3 separate regions of the Sus scrofa genome follow, and regions 2 and 3 are each linked to region 1. Evidence: chromatin contacts called from public HiChIP or PLAC-seq and promoter capture Hi-C data. All regions are on one chromosome and are shown on one strand. The core of a region is the stretch at or near the end of the contact, and the rest is flanking DNA. Distances in the headings are between cores, read along the strand shown.

Region 1 (4,123 bases), core at 420-2,919:
CATGGGGACCTGGGTTCAATTCCTGGCCTCACTCAATGGATTAAGGATCCAGCATTGCCCTGAGCTGTGGTATAGGTTGGGGATGAGGCTCAGATGCTGTGTTGCTGTGGCTGTGGTGTAGGCCAGCAGCTGCTGCTCTGATTTGACCCCTACCAGGGAATGTCAATAAGCTACAGGTGCAGCTCTAAAAAGCAAAAAAAAAAAAAAAAGGCAAACAAAAAACCCACAAAACTATGATGCAAACTCAATTTTTACTGTTCCAAACTAAAATCTCAAATTACTCTACACCTTATTTTAGAAGCTATACGTAGATTTTTATTTAAAATATATTTACAAGAAGTCAGGAACATTATCTCATATACGAAAGGTCACCAGAAACTAATTAATAGATGTTGCTTCAAAATCCCAATAGCATTAGTCATGATGTTACCCAATTATCTTGCCCAAGTTGGAATTTCTCTGGTGCCCAAATAAGTGGTGATTAACTGAGGCTGTTAAGAACTGGAGTAATGACACCAACACTACTGCAGTTTTTAATTTTTTAAATTATATTTTGTGCACATGAAAAGAAATATGGTAAATACACAAAAACGTCTCTACATTCAAAATTAGCACATTACCAATACTGCTGAAGTTTCCTGCTGTCACCCTCCCTACCCTAGATACTGATAAGATGAGCAAAGTTATTTCAAGAGTTTGTCGGCCAAAGGAAACTTAGAAAAACCTGAAACAATTTGCAATTGACGGGAACGTTCTTTTATTCTGTGTGCGTTCTCTTAAGTATGTTCTAGAAACAAGTGCGAGTTTCCGTGTGAAAGCGTCTTCAAGGCATGTTATCTCCCTCTCCCAAAGTTCAGTACTCACAGCTGACCAAACCATGACAACAGGTTTGAACGCTGTCTTGGAGAAAAGGATGAAAGCGTCCTAGACAACCAAATCAATTCGCCTTTCAAAAGCGGTACTAGACAAAGCGAATGAGTCTAGAGATCACAGAAGAGTGAAGTCCACCACGGTTCTGCTATTGGCCGGGGGCATCAACAGATCTTAAAGAGGGCCGGTCCTCCAATGTTCAAATAAAGATGCAGGTACTAGCTACCTCAGTCCTCGCAATGCAAGAACTGCAGGCACAGTGAGTGGGTGGATTCCCCAGAAAAATACGAGTCCGGGGAAGCTACGCGACTGCCCTTTTCGCAGCCAGGTTGCGTGCGCTACGGGCCTCACCGCAAGGGCCCTTCTAACCCACCCCCAAAACCGCACCCCACAACCCGGAAAGAGCCAGGGAGCGGGGATGAGACCCTACCCAGAGAGCCCGCCAACTATCACGGGGTGTCACCAGCCCCGCCGGCCGCCCAAACCCGCCCGAGGCCTCAAGGTAAAAGTGGCAGGGACGTTAGGGGATTTAGAGAGGACGACTTCGTCCACACACACCGGAGCGACAGGCCGAGACTCACCAGCCTCTGAGCCGGCCATGTCGAGAAGGCAGGCCGCTGTCGGACTCTTGGCCCGGTGCGCGCGGGACGGAGCTCAGGGAGGGCCGCACGCCGCAGACCCAGTGCTGACAGGAGGGGGAAGCAAACGAAAGTGCCGGGAAGGAGGGATTAAAAAGGGAGGGACGTTAAAACCGCTTCTCGTTGCTGATTGGTCACCACAGGACCACTTCCTTTCGCAGCACGCGCTGGGGCGGCGGTTTGCGAGCTCTAAATACCATTCTCCGCCGACCAGATCCCGCTAAGGAGTTCTCAGGTGGGTGGGTTTAACAGCCCCGCGGGTCAACCAGCCGACCTGGCCGGTCTCCCCGGGCAATAGCACTGCACTTCCGGCGAGCGATTTCGTTTTGTACTCCTCCGCCGACGCCATCTGGAAAAGTAGTGCGGCCCGCTCACCCGGTGGGCGGGGGGGGAGTCACGTGACAATGTCAGGCTCCGCCTACCCGTCTCGCCGGGTTGTGGGCGTGAGGGCCCTTTGGAGACGTAAACATTTCCAAGAGAACCAAGTGGCTTGGTCTGGGTGGGCCATTTCATTGTTCGTGCTGGACCTGAAAAAGGGCGGGGCGACTTCCTTGAAGTGTGGAAGACAAGGAAAAGGTGAAGTCAAGAGAGTAAAAACTGAGGCTTCCCAGTAGTGGGTGGATGGACCCACCCTTGAAAGGAGTGAAAAACGGGAGGGATGGTTTGGGTGGGGGGAGGAGAAGGAGGGGCGAGAACATGGCGGATTTCGGAACGCCCGCGGGCGGTGCGGCCTCGGCGCAGGGGCGGGGTGATTAGGTCATAGAGCAGCTCCCAGCGTTCTCTGCGGCGGAGGAGGCGGTCCAGGCTATAAAACCGGCTGCCGGGACGCGGCCGGCACCTCATTCATTTCCACCGGTCTCTTGTCGGGCAGCTTGGGCTCCTGTCATCGCCGTCCCTCCGCCGCTGCCGCCCCCGCAAGGCTTCGCCGTCGTCGAAGCCACCTCCAGCGACTTGTCGCACCCGATTCTCTGTGCTTTGTTTCCCGCCAACCGCAACCATTGACGCCATGTCGAGTTATTCAAGTGACCGAGACCGCGGCCGGGATCGAGGGTGAGTGTGGGAACTGACCTGTCAGGCCCTGTGGGTGGGGGATGGGATGCCGATGCGGGGGGGCGGGGTGGCGACGGGAATTCGGCTTCCTCAGCCTATGTTTGGGCCTCGTCCCTCAAAGGCTTGCGCCATTTTGATATTTTTGAAACTGCCTGGGAGTTTCATGTTAATGGTTCTCGAGATCTCTTCTTTTGTCTGGGATGGGGCATCGCGGCCTCGATGATTTATCAGCTCTTGGGAGAATTCCAAGGAGCGTATTTCGAAGGGAGGGGAGCGCAGCGCTTCGAGGCGGACGAAATCGCTGCTGTTAGGTGCAACCTTTCGGAAGGTGTTTTGGGGGCCCCAGGAATTTTGTGGGTGGCGAGGGGGCCGTCTCCGATGCCGTTATTGCGGCGGGGGCAGGACGGTGACCGGCACCGCGGGAATCGGCCATGTGGCTGAGCCGCGGGTACAAAATGCCGGCATCGGACATGGCGGCGGCGCCTTTGTTACCCCGCCCGGCGGAGGAGCTCAAAATGGCAGCGTCGAGAAAATGTGGCGCAGAGAGAAATGCGAGACAAAGGGGGAAGCGCCGCCCCAGCGGGAACGCCGCCCGGCCGACTCCGCCCGGCAGGGACTCCTCCCCCGGTAGTCTCCAACGCCTCCTTTTCTTTTTCCTTACGTTTATATAATTTTGCTACCTTGATCGCGGTCCTTTCTGGGGCATCTCTCCAAGTCATTCGGCTTGCGTAAGTGTCCGCGAGATAACCCACCTTTTTCTGCTCTGTGTGCTGTTCCGTTATCTATTAAAATCAAAGCTCCTTTGCTTGAGAACAGCTGGTAGATAACATCGCTGTTAGGCTTATCCTTTCTTGTCTTTCTCTCAGATATTTAGTTTTTAAGTTCATGGGAGAGATTAGTAGCCCCAACTATTGACGCTCCTTGTAATCTGAACTTCTGGCATTCGGGCAGCCACTTTCCGACCTGTGAAATCCCGGGCTGATGATTTGGGTTCAATGGCGTGTACTTGGTACAACGGGAAATGAAAAGGATGCGGTGCTAATTGTGGCTTTTGAGAGAATGACCGTCTGTTCCACCTGGAAGTCTTTGATATTTAGCATGTGCCAAGGGGTGGTTAATATGTCTGTACGTGTTCGAAGATGTGACTTTTTAATTTCAGGTTTGGTGCGCCTCGATTTGGAGGAAGTAGGGCAGGGCCCTTATCTGGAAAGAAGTTTGGAAACCCTGGGGAGAAACTGGTTAAAAAGAAGTGGAATCTTGATGAGCTGCCCAAATTTGAGAAGAATTTTTATCAAGAACACCCTGATTTGGCTAGGCGAACAGCAGTAAGTAATTTCATGTGGTTTCTTCAGGCTGTAATTCAATAATTAATAACTTTGCAGTGAATCAAAATCTGACTAGAAGTTCCCTGCACATAACTAAGTTTTGGGGAACTCATGCTGAGTAAGTAAGGATCTTACTTACTTTGGGGAAGAGGAGTTACTACTCACTTTTGGAGACAAGTGACTTTTTCTACTTAAAATGGTTGGGTGTAACGTAATAAGTGGTTTTTGTTTGTTTAGGGT
Region 2 (4,130 bases), core at 1,384-3,883, 530 kb after region 1:
ATGAATTTCTGTACCAGCTCAGAGCCAGAGACGCGAATAAAGGTGCAGTCTGTATGATGGGCCACAGCTCGGGCCAGCAGTGTCTTCCCAGTGCCTGGGGGTCCGTATAGCAGCACTCCCTAGAGAGCAATGGCAGGACTCAGGGCAAAAAGCCGTCCCCCATGTCATTCAGTGAATATTTACTGAGTGTCTGTACCGTCCTAGATCCTGTGCTAGACGCCAGACATACAAAAAATGAATGTCAAGGTCCCCTCTGGGCCTTACATCCAAACCAGTCGCTGCCCTGGCAGCATCTCTGCCACAGCCCCTGTGCACAAAGAGGGCCAGCTTCGGCAGGCGCCAGTCTACCCCAACACCTGCTCGGCCCCTGCCTGCAGTTCAGCCTGGGCAGCAGGTGCACAGGAGCAGCGTGGCCCTCCCAGAGACGCCCGGCTCACCTTGGGCTGTGCAATGCCCAGCGCTTCAAACAGCTCAGGATGCTTCACGGGCAGCTCGATCACTTCTTTGATCTCCTTGATCTGCTTGTCCAGTCCACCAATCATCTCGTAAGTTGAATCTGGCACTTTCTCCACCATCATCAGTGACACCAGTGGATCTACCTTGTTGGGCAGGATCTTGTGCAAAGTGTAGCTATCATTTCTGAGAGCCACCCGGCAGTTGGGTGTCACCTGGGCGAGAGAAGAGAGTTTTAGGATGGGGCATGGTGAGAGCTGACCCCCCAACTCCCAACCTCACCTGCTGCACTCACATCATTGATGTCGATGTTCTTGTCCACGTCTACGACAAACTTGCCCTCGGGATGCACCTACAGAAACACAGGCTTGTGTGCTTCCCTGACAGCCATGAGCCTCACCCAGAGAGACCCCCGAGTCTCACAATAGCACGACAGGAGAACCTTCACGACACACGTAGGTATGGGAATGCCACGACCAAAGGGCTGCTCCCGGGGCTCATGCTGCCTTTACCTTAACCAACACTTTTTTCTTGTCCATGGCCCGGACTACTTCCCCCACATAGGAGCCCTGTTCTTGCAGTAGCTGTAGCTCCTCTCGCAACAGGCGAACTAGATGGGAAACAGACATAGTGGTCACCCAGATTCTTTGATGTCTCCCCCCACGACTTGATTCAGGATTCAGCATGCATGAACTAAGTGCCGTTTTGAAGTTTTGAAAGGAAGGTTTCAAAAAGAAAGTCAAAACAGGTCCTACTGCATAGCACAAGGAACTATGTTCAACACCCTGTAATAAACCGTAACAAAAAGAATGTGAAAAAGAACATATATGTGTGTAATTGCAACACTACCGCACAGCAGAAGTAACACTGTGAATCAACTAGAATAAGACTTTTTTTTTACAAGTCGAAATTCATATCTTTAAAGGAGGTTACAAGGGAGCTTGAGAGATGTGCACGTGAACAACTATGAGAAAGCGACAGGCACCCGTGTGAGGACCTCACACTGCCTGCGTGCAGCCTTCCCATCCTTCCCCCTCACCTTTTGCATTAAGCTCATTCCTCTGTGCTTGCAGCCTGCGGAGATTCTGGCTCTTGTCATTCACAATCAGCTGTGGAGGACAAGAGGCAAAGGGCAGACAGTGGTAGGAGGTTATGACCCTCACAGGCTGATGGGAGCAGAGTGAGGAAAGAGCACTGGGCACCCGCATGTTATTTCAGATTCTCTAATGTGATCCAAGAGTTCCTCAGGAGTGTAGGACAACCACAGGGAAAAAGCTTCTTGTCTAACACTGGTCCAGGAATAGCAAACCCTAATGGAGAAGAGGCAACAGCTGGCTTACACTGTGTCTTGCAGGGCAGTAACATGGTAGAGAGAGAAGATAACTTTGAGTCAGAAGCCTAAGTTCTAGCCCCACTGCTGGCTGTTAATAGCTGAGTAAAGCTAATGAAAACCACTTAAAAGGTCTAGATCTCTCACCAAACTGCAAGTGGTGCACCTACTGGCCTCTTTTCGGGGTTAATTTGAGGAACAAATGAAAGCAGCACAGGTAAAGCATTTCAAAAATGACCACCCAAATATGAAACCTGCAAATGTACCTGGAAGTGAGAATTTTTCCTTGTGGCTCTCCATCTAATTTGCAATATTTTCCTCATTTCTATGATCTGGCTCCCTCTTTAGGCTGTAATACTGGGTTGCTAGTTCCTTTTCATTTGGCCCCCTGGAACCAGCATTGTTCAGACTCCTCAATTTTGTCTTCCCTCACTCTCACTCTGCCCCAACCCCTCTCTAATAAATCCCATCTTCTGAACCTACATCTTCCCTTTTATAAGAAACTACCATTCAGGCTTCCTCTGAAAGGAATGATTTTTGGCCGGGGCTAACTTTTATGTGAAAATTTGACTCCTGAAAATATGTAACAAACTGTGAATATTAATGATCTTCAAAAGGGTGGGACTTGAGGAAGAAACTGTTAACTTGATATAATTCATACCCTTGGCTTCTTGCTTCTTCCACTGCGCCCCAGTGGAATCATACGGCTTTCTAGAAATCGGCTCCATCGATCCTTCACCGAAGCCCTTCCAGCTCCCTCAGGACCTCTTACCTGGAGTTCTTCAATCTTGGACAGATAATACTGGCGGAGTCCACTGCCTGCCTTCCCCTCTTCCAGCTCCATCTGAAGACAGTTTAATTATTAAACAACAGGTTAAACACCCAAGGGATAAAGCTACTTCCAGCTTGGACTTCAGAGACTAAGACTTGGGTTCTAATCCCTCACTCCATCTCTTCAAAACCCTTCGTGTCCCAGTGACAGAAGAGGGGAAACAGAAAGAGGGGAAAAAAAGTCCACCCCTTAAGACTTTCAGGAGGAGCAAGAGAGAACACACAAGGCAACGGCATACAAACCCGAAGGGTCATTACTACAGGAGGAGCCAGCAAGAAGGACGGGTTCCCTGACTCGGGCGACTCGCTCACTCATCCCGCTTCCACCGGGTCTTCCATTCCCGGCCCTGCCCTGACCCGCCGGGGGAGGCGCTGACACAGCAGATCCGTTCCCAGGCAGGGCCCGGTCCGGATTGGTCCATCCACACCTGATTGCCTCAACGCTCTTGCCCCAGACGGCTGCCCACCTCGGATCACACCTGCTCCGCATCCAGCCCTGATCCCCGTCTGGCCGCGGCAGCCGCCGCCATACCTGCTCAGGCCCGTCAAGCGCCATCTTCCCTCTTCCGCGGAGGCCCCCGGCATCAGAGCCGCTTTGGTGCGCAGGCGCGGAAGCGGGGCTTGGGGGACCGAACTCCCGGGCAGAGAACAGTTCCGGGTCAATGGGCGGGGTGTGCGCCCAAACAAAGCAAATAACAGGGGCCCTGAAGCGGCGGGGCCACGCGAGGTCAGGAGCTTTGGAAGGGGATAAAGAGGACGCAGAGCTCCTAAATGTTATTCCGAAGAAACTAGGTTTTGGTTAAAGTAATATTACTTCCGGGTGCAAACATCTAGTTTATAAACCTGGACACAGAGCTTAAAGAAAAATTTGTGGCCACGCTCAAAATGGCGGAAAACTTGGATCCGCGGACGCAGCCGACGCACACGGAAGCGGAAATACGTTTGCTGCTTACACGTGCCGCTGCTGGGGTAGTGAAAACGGAGCTGGGTGGTGTTAGGAGCGGAGTGCGGAGTGTCTTTGAGAAGACGAGTGGGGAGCGGAGAGCGTAATCTAGTATTCTGGGCGGAGACGTCCTGATTTCTGCTTTCTCTCCAGATTGAGTGGCACTCCCCAGTTCCACTATGGGCAAGAAGGGCAAAGTAGGGAAGAGCCGGCGGGACAAGTTCTATCACCTGGCGAAAGAGACCGGTGAGTCATGGTTTACGCAGTCTGAGAGCAAGAGAGCCACCGATCTTTGCCTGTTCGCCTCCTTCCCGAACATTGGGTTTCTCTTCCACAGAAGAGGTGGTGGGTTGTGAGGCCACCGTAATCCCGCTGGGAAAGCGCTTTCGCGGACTTTATTCTTTTTTCATTGTTTCTAGGTTACCGTTCCCGCTCTGCTTTCAAGTTGATCCAGCTGAATCGCCGCTTTCAATTTCTGCAGAAAGCCCGAGCCTTGCTAGACCTGTGCGCTGCACCAGGTGGATGGTGCGTAATATCTGGCACCTGTTGCTTCTTGTGGCAGCTTTCTGCATT
Region 3 (4,165 bases), core at 62-2,561, 590 kb after region 1:
ATTTCCGCCCTTTATGAGCTCGAGGGTGCATATACACGGAAAAATAGACATATAAAGATCATTTACAAAAAAACAGTATATATGGGAAGCCAGGCGAATTTAAATGACTGCCCAAAGGAGAGCCAGAATGCTTCCACTAAGGTGGTAAGCTATGACTCCCCCTAAAATCTTGACTAGTGCGACTGTTTTTATGTTATCGGTGCGTATGCTTGTAACTCCATGTAAATAATTTACTCACATCGGATACGCTCTTAAGTAGGCCGAAAAAAAGTTTGTGTGACGATGGTGATGCTCAACACTCAAGGCTACACAAAGATCCCTATGTCTTTTACTGTCTTCAGATTTGGCAACTTTTACCTATGAAGCCCCTCAATTTGGAAACTAGCGCCTGCCAATTGCTAGCAGCTTGGGTCAGAATCCTCCCCTTGGCTATCTCTCTCTCGGAGCCCGGCACGCTGCAAATCCCCTTCCCTGGCAGGGCGGGAGGGCGAGCACCGCCTCCGGAAAGCCGCCAACTGGGCCTCGGTAAGAGTTGCCGGAAAAGCGGGAGTCGCGGGAGAGCGACGAGGCTCCCAAGGACCCCTCGAAGCTTCAGTCCGGCATTCCCAGCCCCCTGGGCCTCCGGCTCCTGGAGGCTCTGACGACTCTTTGTTAAGAAAAGCCGCGGTTCCCCGGCCCTCACTAGGCCCCGCACTTGCCTCCGGTGCCCTCAAGGGGTTACGGCCCCGCGTCCAGACCCACCTCACACAAACCTGCTTCTGTGGCTGCAGCGGCAGCTGTTATTACCGCCGACGCGGAGAGAATCCCACGGCCCAAAGTACGCGCGGTTCAGGCCCGGTCCCGCCGCGCTCCTCTCTCTCCGCCCCCTTAGCTGCCGCCGCCGCCGCCGCCTCTCGGCCCGTTGCTGACGGGGGGAGGGGAGCGAAAGCCAGACATGCGCAGTGCAGAGAGCGCGGGCCGAAGGGCGGAGCCTGGGTCTACGGCTCCCGGAAGGCGCTGCGGGCTTCGGACCTAAAAGCTCCGGAATGCCTCACAGACTCCTCAGACGCTTTGATTGGCACTGCCCCTGGCTGAGAGGATCCATGGCCCGTTTAGGAAGTGGGTCTAGGAGTGCAGAAAGCAGCAGTACAGGGAGCCGCCAAGAAAAAGGCTCGGGTGGAAACCATATATACATAAGATTGTCGAGCCCCTAGGCTCTACTTTGCAAATTTGACCTGGCCAACATTTCTCCTCGTGCTTCAGACCACGTGGTCCCGTAGAGCCTGGCGATTTTAGCTTCCGGAGCACGGGTTCAGCGTGATGACATCTCGTCTGAACCCTCGAGGAGAGCCCTGGGATAGGCGCGGGCAGTTCCGGCGCCGGGGCCGGTGTTGTGTAATTCTCCCAGCAGCCCCACCTTGCTTCTCCTGGGCGGGGAAGGAGGCGGTCTCGTGGGGTCCCAGAGGCTGCGTCCCGCCCCCGAGCGGCGCGCAGGCGCGGACCAGCCGCACGTATTCTACGTAACGGATGGCGGAGGCTACGCGAAGAGTGGCGCGGTGTGACTGAGCTACCTTGTCTGCCTGTGTCCTAGAGGCGTCGGGGGCTGTGAAATCGCGGTGACCCTGCAGGCGGTGGCCAAGCCGAGAGGCAGGCAGGGTAGAAGCAGGGACGCTGGGCCAGGCTAGCCCTCGGTACAGGTAGGAAGCGGGCCGTGACGCGCTAGTCGGTGGAGCCGGGCCAGGCCCAGCGGTGACGCTGAGTTGCGTGGCCCTGCCAGGTCCAGTTTCCCACCTAAGCCCCTAAGTTCAGCCTGCATGCATCAATCCCCGCGTCTTCTCGCCTTTCCCTGCTTTCTCAAAAGAAACCAAACTTTGTCCACCACAAGGCCCATTTTCTCTTGGGGATTTTTCTTGGCTTGGGAGTGACTTTAATGTTTTTTGGGAACTCCTAGAACTGCAAGCAAATGCAACCCGCAGGGCAAAGTTAGAGGAAGCCCTCAGTGTGCAGCAGGAAAAATGGAGCATAGAAGTGATGATTCTCCTTGCTGGGCAAAGACTTGATCCGGAGGGTTTAGCAGAAGCAGCAACCTCTGTGATCAGTCTTCTCTAAAGGTTTCTAGCGTAAGACATGTTTTTATCCAACGTATGTAAGGAGAGAGGGGACCATCTCAATGATCTCGAGAAGCCGCATTGTCCGGCCGTTGTCAGAAAGGCTTAATCTAAAATGTCAGCAAGGAACGATTCTTGTATTCGTCTTTCATTTTTAAGTCCAGACCCAGTCACTGAGCTTGCCAAGTGAGCTAGCAGAAGAAATCAAACCAGACTTGTTAGTGTTGGTGTTCCCTGCCCCAGGAGTCTCAGGACTGCCCCTCAGGCAAGGAAGGAGTTGTGCATTTGAGAAATGAGTTGACAGGTGCAGCAAAGAGTCTTCTGAGGGGGAAAGCAAAGGCACAAATGGGTTTGGATCATCGTAACCTGAATAACCTTGAAAGAGCTCTGTCACACTGCTAATTTATCTTAGAAATGCTTCTGTGGTCTGCACATTGTAAGTGGAAATTTAGTTTGAAATGATCAGACAGTGGTTAACTTGGCAGTGTCAACCTTTATTGCTACTATTTGAAAAAGTTTAAGACTGACATCTGAAAGGGAAACAATAAAAGTGAATTTTTTTTATTTATTTATTTTTTTTTAGCGCCACACCTGAGACATATGGAGGATCCCAGGCTAGGGGTCTAATCAAAGCTACAGCCACATCCACAGCCACGCCAGATCTGAGCTGTGTCTACGACCTACACCACAGCTCACCGCAATGTCGGATCCTTAACCCCACTGAGCAAGGCCAGGGATTGAACCCGAAACCTCATGGTTCCTAGTTGGATTCGTTTCAGCTCCACTGTGGGAACTCCAAAAGTGAACTATTTTTAAACCTTAAAGGGGGTTCATAAGGCACAGTAGAAGGAAGTAATAGGAACTGATAGGATTGAGTGCCTTCTCATATTTCCTGTAATGTCCACTACAGCTCTGTGAGGCAAGCAGTGAGTGGTTAGCCTTTTTTGTATGTGGGAGCAAGGCCATAAGTAATTAGCCTAAGATCATGAGGCTGGCAAATGGTAGAGCTGATGTTTTAAACTAAAACTAACTCCAGCAGTCTCTGTACTCTTTCACATTTTTTCCACTTTTGATATGAAACTAGGGGTGTTTGGAGACATCACAAACTGCTTTAAGGTTTTTGTCAAGTGGGCAGCTGTGTTTTCCTGTAAAATGTCCCCTGGTGCTAACATCAAAGATCAAATATTGGAAAGAACGTAGTATTGGTCAATCTTTGGTGGCATTTCTCAAGTCATTTGTGCCTTTCAAAATTTATGGACTTTGTCCAGTTTTTTGTTGTTGTTGTTTTTTGGTTTTTTTGGCCACTCCCATAGCATGCAGAAGTTCCCAGGCCAGTAATTGAACCCTCACCATAGTCATAACCATAGTTACAGCAGTGACTGGGCTGGATCTTTAACCCCTGCACCACCAGGGAACTCCATATTTTGTCCAATTCTAAGAATATTTCTTGAGCATCCATGGGTTGCAAGCACATGGAAGTTCCCAAGCTAGGGGTCGAATCAGAGCTGCAGCTGCTGGCCTACGCCACAGCCACAGCAATGTGGGATCCGAGTGGCATCTTTGACTACACCACAGCTCATGACAGCACCGGATCCCTGACCGGCCAGGGATCAAACCCACATCCTCGTGGATACTAGTTGGATCCATTTCCACTGAGCCACGACAGGAACTCCAAACTTTTTTATTTTATTTTACTTTATTTTATTTTACTTTAGACAGCGCTGGAGGCACATGGAAGTTCCCTGGCCAGGGATCAAACCAGTGCCACAGCAGTGACCAGAGCAGCTGCAATGACAGCACCCTCTGCACCACAAGGGAACTCCAATAGGCTTTGAACTTAACTGATTTCCTTTGTGAATTTATGGTGTTCTATACACGGTTTCCCCCTGCACCTGAAGGATTAGTACACACTCCCTTTGCCACCCATTCACTCTGTTATTACTCATCTCCCTCCATCCTGGCTTCCATACTTACCACTTCTCTGCAGTTGCCAATAATGATTTCATTATCAACGTTGGGAAATTGTTGGTCCATATGTCACTTGAACTTGCTGCAGCAGTTGAAATCGAGCTCTGTTC

What was found. Promoter capture Hi-C pulls out the DNA fragments that hold promoters and counts their contacts. HiChIP or PLAC-seq counts read pairs in DNA pulled down with a chosen protein or histone mark.
Region 2: a contact with region 1 is called in an H3K27ac HiChIP or PLAC-seq map of skeletal muscle, with 2.9 times the contacts expected there. The contact joins the promoter of FTSJ3 here to the promoter of DDX5 in region 1. A contact is called at or near these places in 1 of 5 promoter capture datasets (liver), 2 of 47 Hi-C or Micro-C datasets (heart right ventricle and skeletal muscle) and 2 of 2 datasets of contacts at active chromatin or transcription factors (alveolar macrophages and skeletal muscle).
Region 3: a contact with region 1 is called in a promoter capture Hi-C map of liver, with 4 times the contacts expected there. The contact joins the promoter of DDX42 here to the promoter of DDX5 in region 1. A contact is called at or near these places in 1 of 5 promoter capture datasets (liver), 1 of 47 Hi-C or Micro-C datasets (embryonic fibroblasts) and 1 of 2 datasets of contacts at active chromatin or transcription factors (alveolar macrophages).

What each region holds. Positions count from the first base shown.
Region 1 is chr12:14,570,043-14,574,165 of Sscrofa11.1, forward strand. It overlaps DDX5 (probable ATP-dependent RNA helicase DDX5), which reads left to right and starts at 1,670. Exons shown (of 14, transcript XM_021066761.1): 1 at 1,670-1,743; 2 at 2,380-2,558; 3 at 3,718-3,883. The coding sequence starts at 2,515. CEP95 (centrosomal protein of 95 kDa) reads right to left here and starts at 1,609. Exons shown (of 19, transcript XM_021066757.1): 1 at 1,452-1,609. The coding sequence starts at 1,470.
Region 2 is chr12:15,103,009-15,107,138 of Sscrofa11.1, forward strand. FTSJ3 (pre-rRNA processing protein FTSJ3) reads left to right here and starts at 2,634. Exons shown (of 20, transcript XM_013980850.2): 1 at 2,634-3,803; 2 at 3,977-4,082. The coding sequence starts at 3,737. PSMC5 (proteasome 26S subunit, ATPase 5) reads right to left here and starts at 3,318. Exons shown (of 12, transcript NM_213983.1): 1 at 3,147-3,318; 2 at 2,556-2,627; 3 at 1,493-1,562; 4 at 966-1,063; 5 at 749-805; 6 at 438-668; 7 at 1-119. The coding sequence starts at 3,170.
Region 3 is chr12:15,163,946-15,168,110 of Sscrofa11.1, forward strand. It overlaps DDX42 (ATP-dependent RNA helicase DDX42), which reads right to left and starts at 1,312. Exons shown (of 19, transcript XM_021066770.1): 1 at 753-1,312. It overlaps CCDC47 (coiled-coil domain-containing protein 47), which reads left to right and starts at 1,323. Exons shown (of 13, transcript XM_021066772.1): 1 at 1,323-1,676.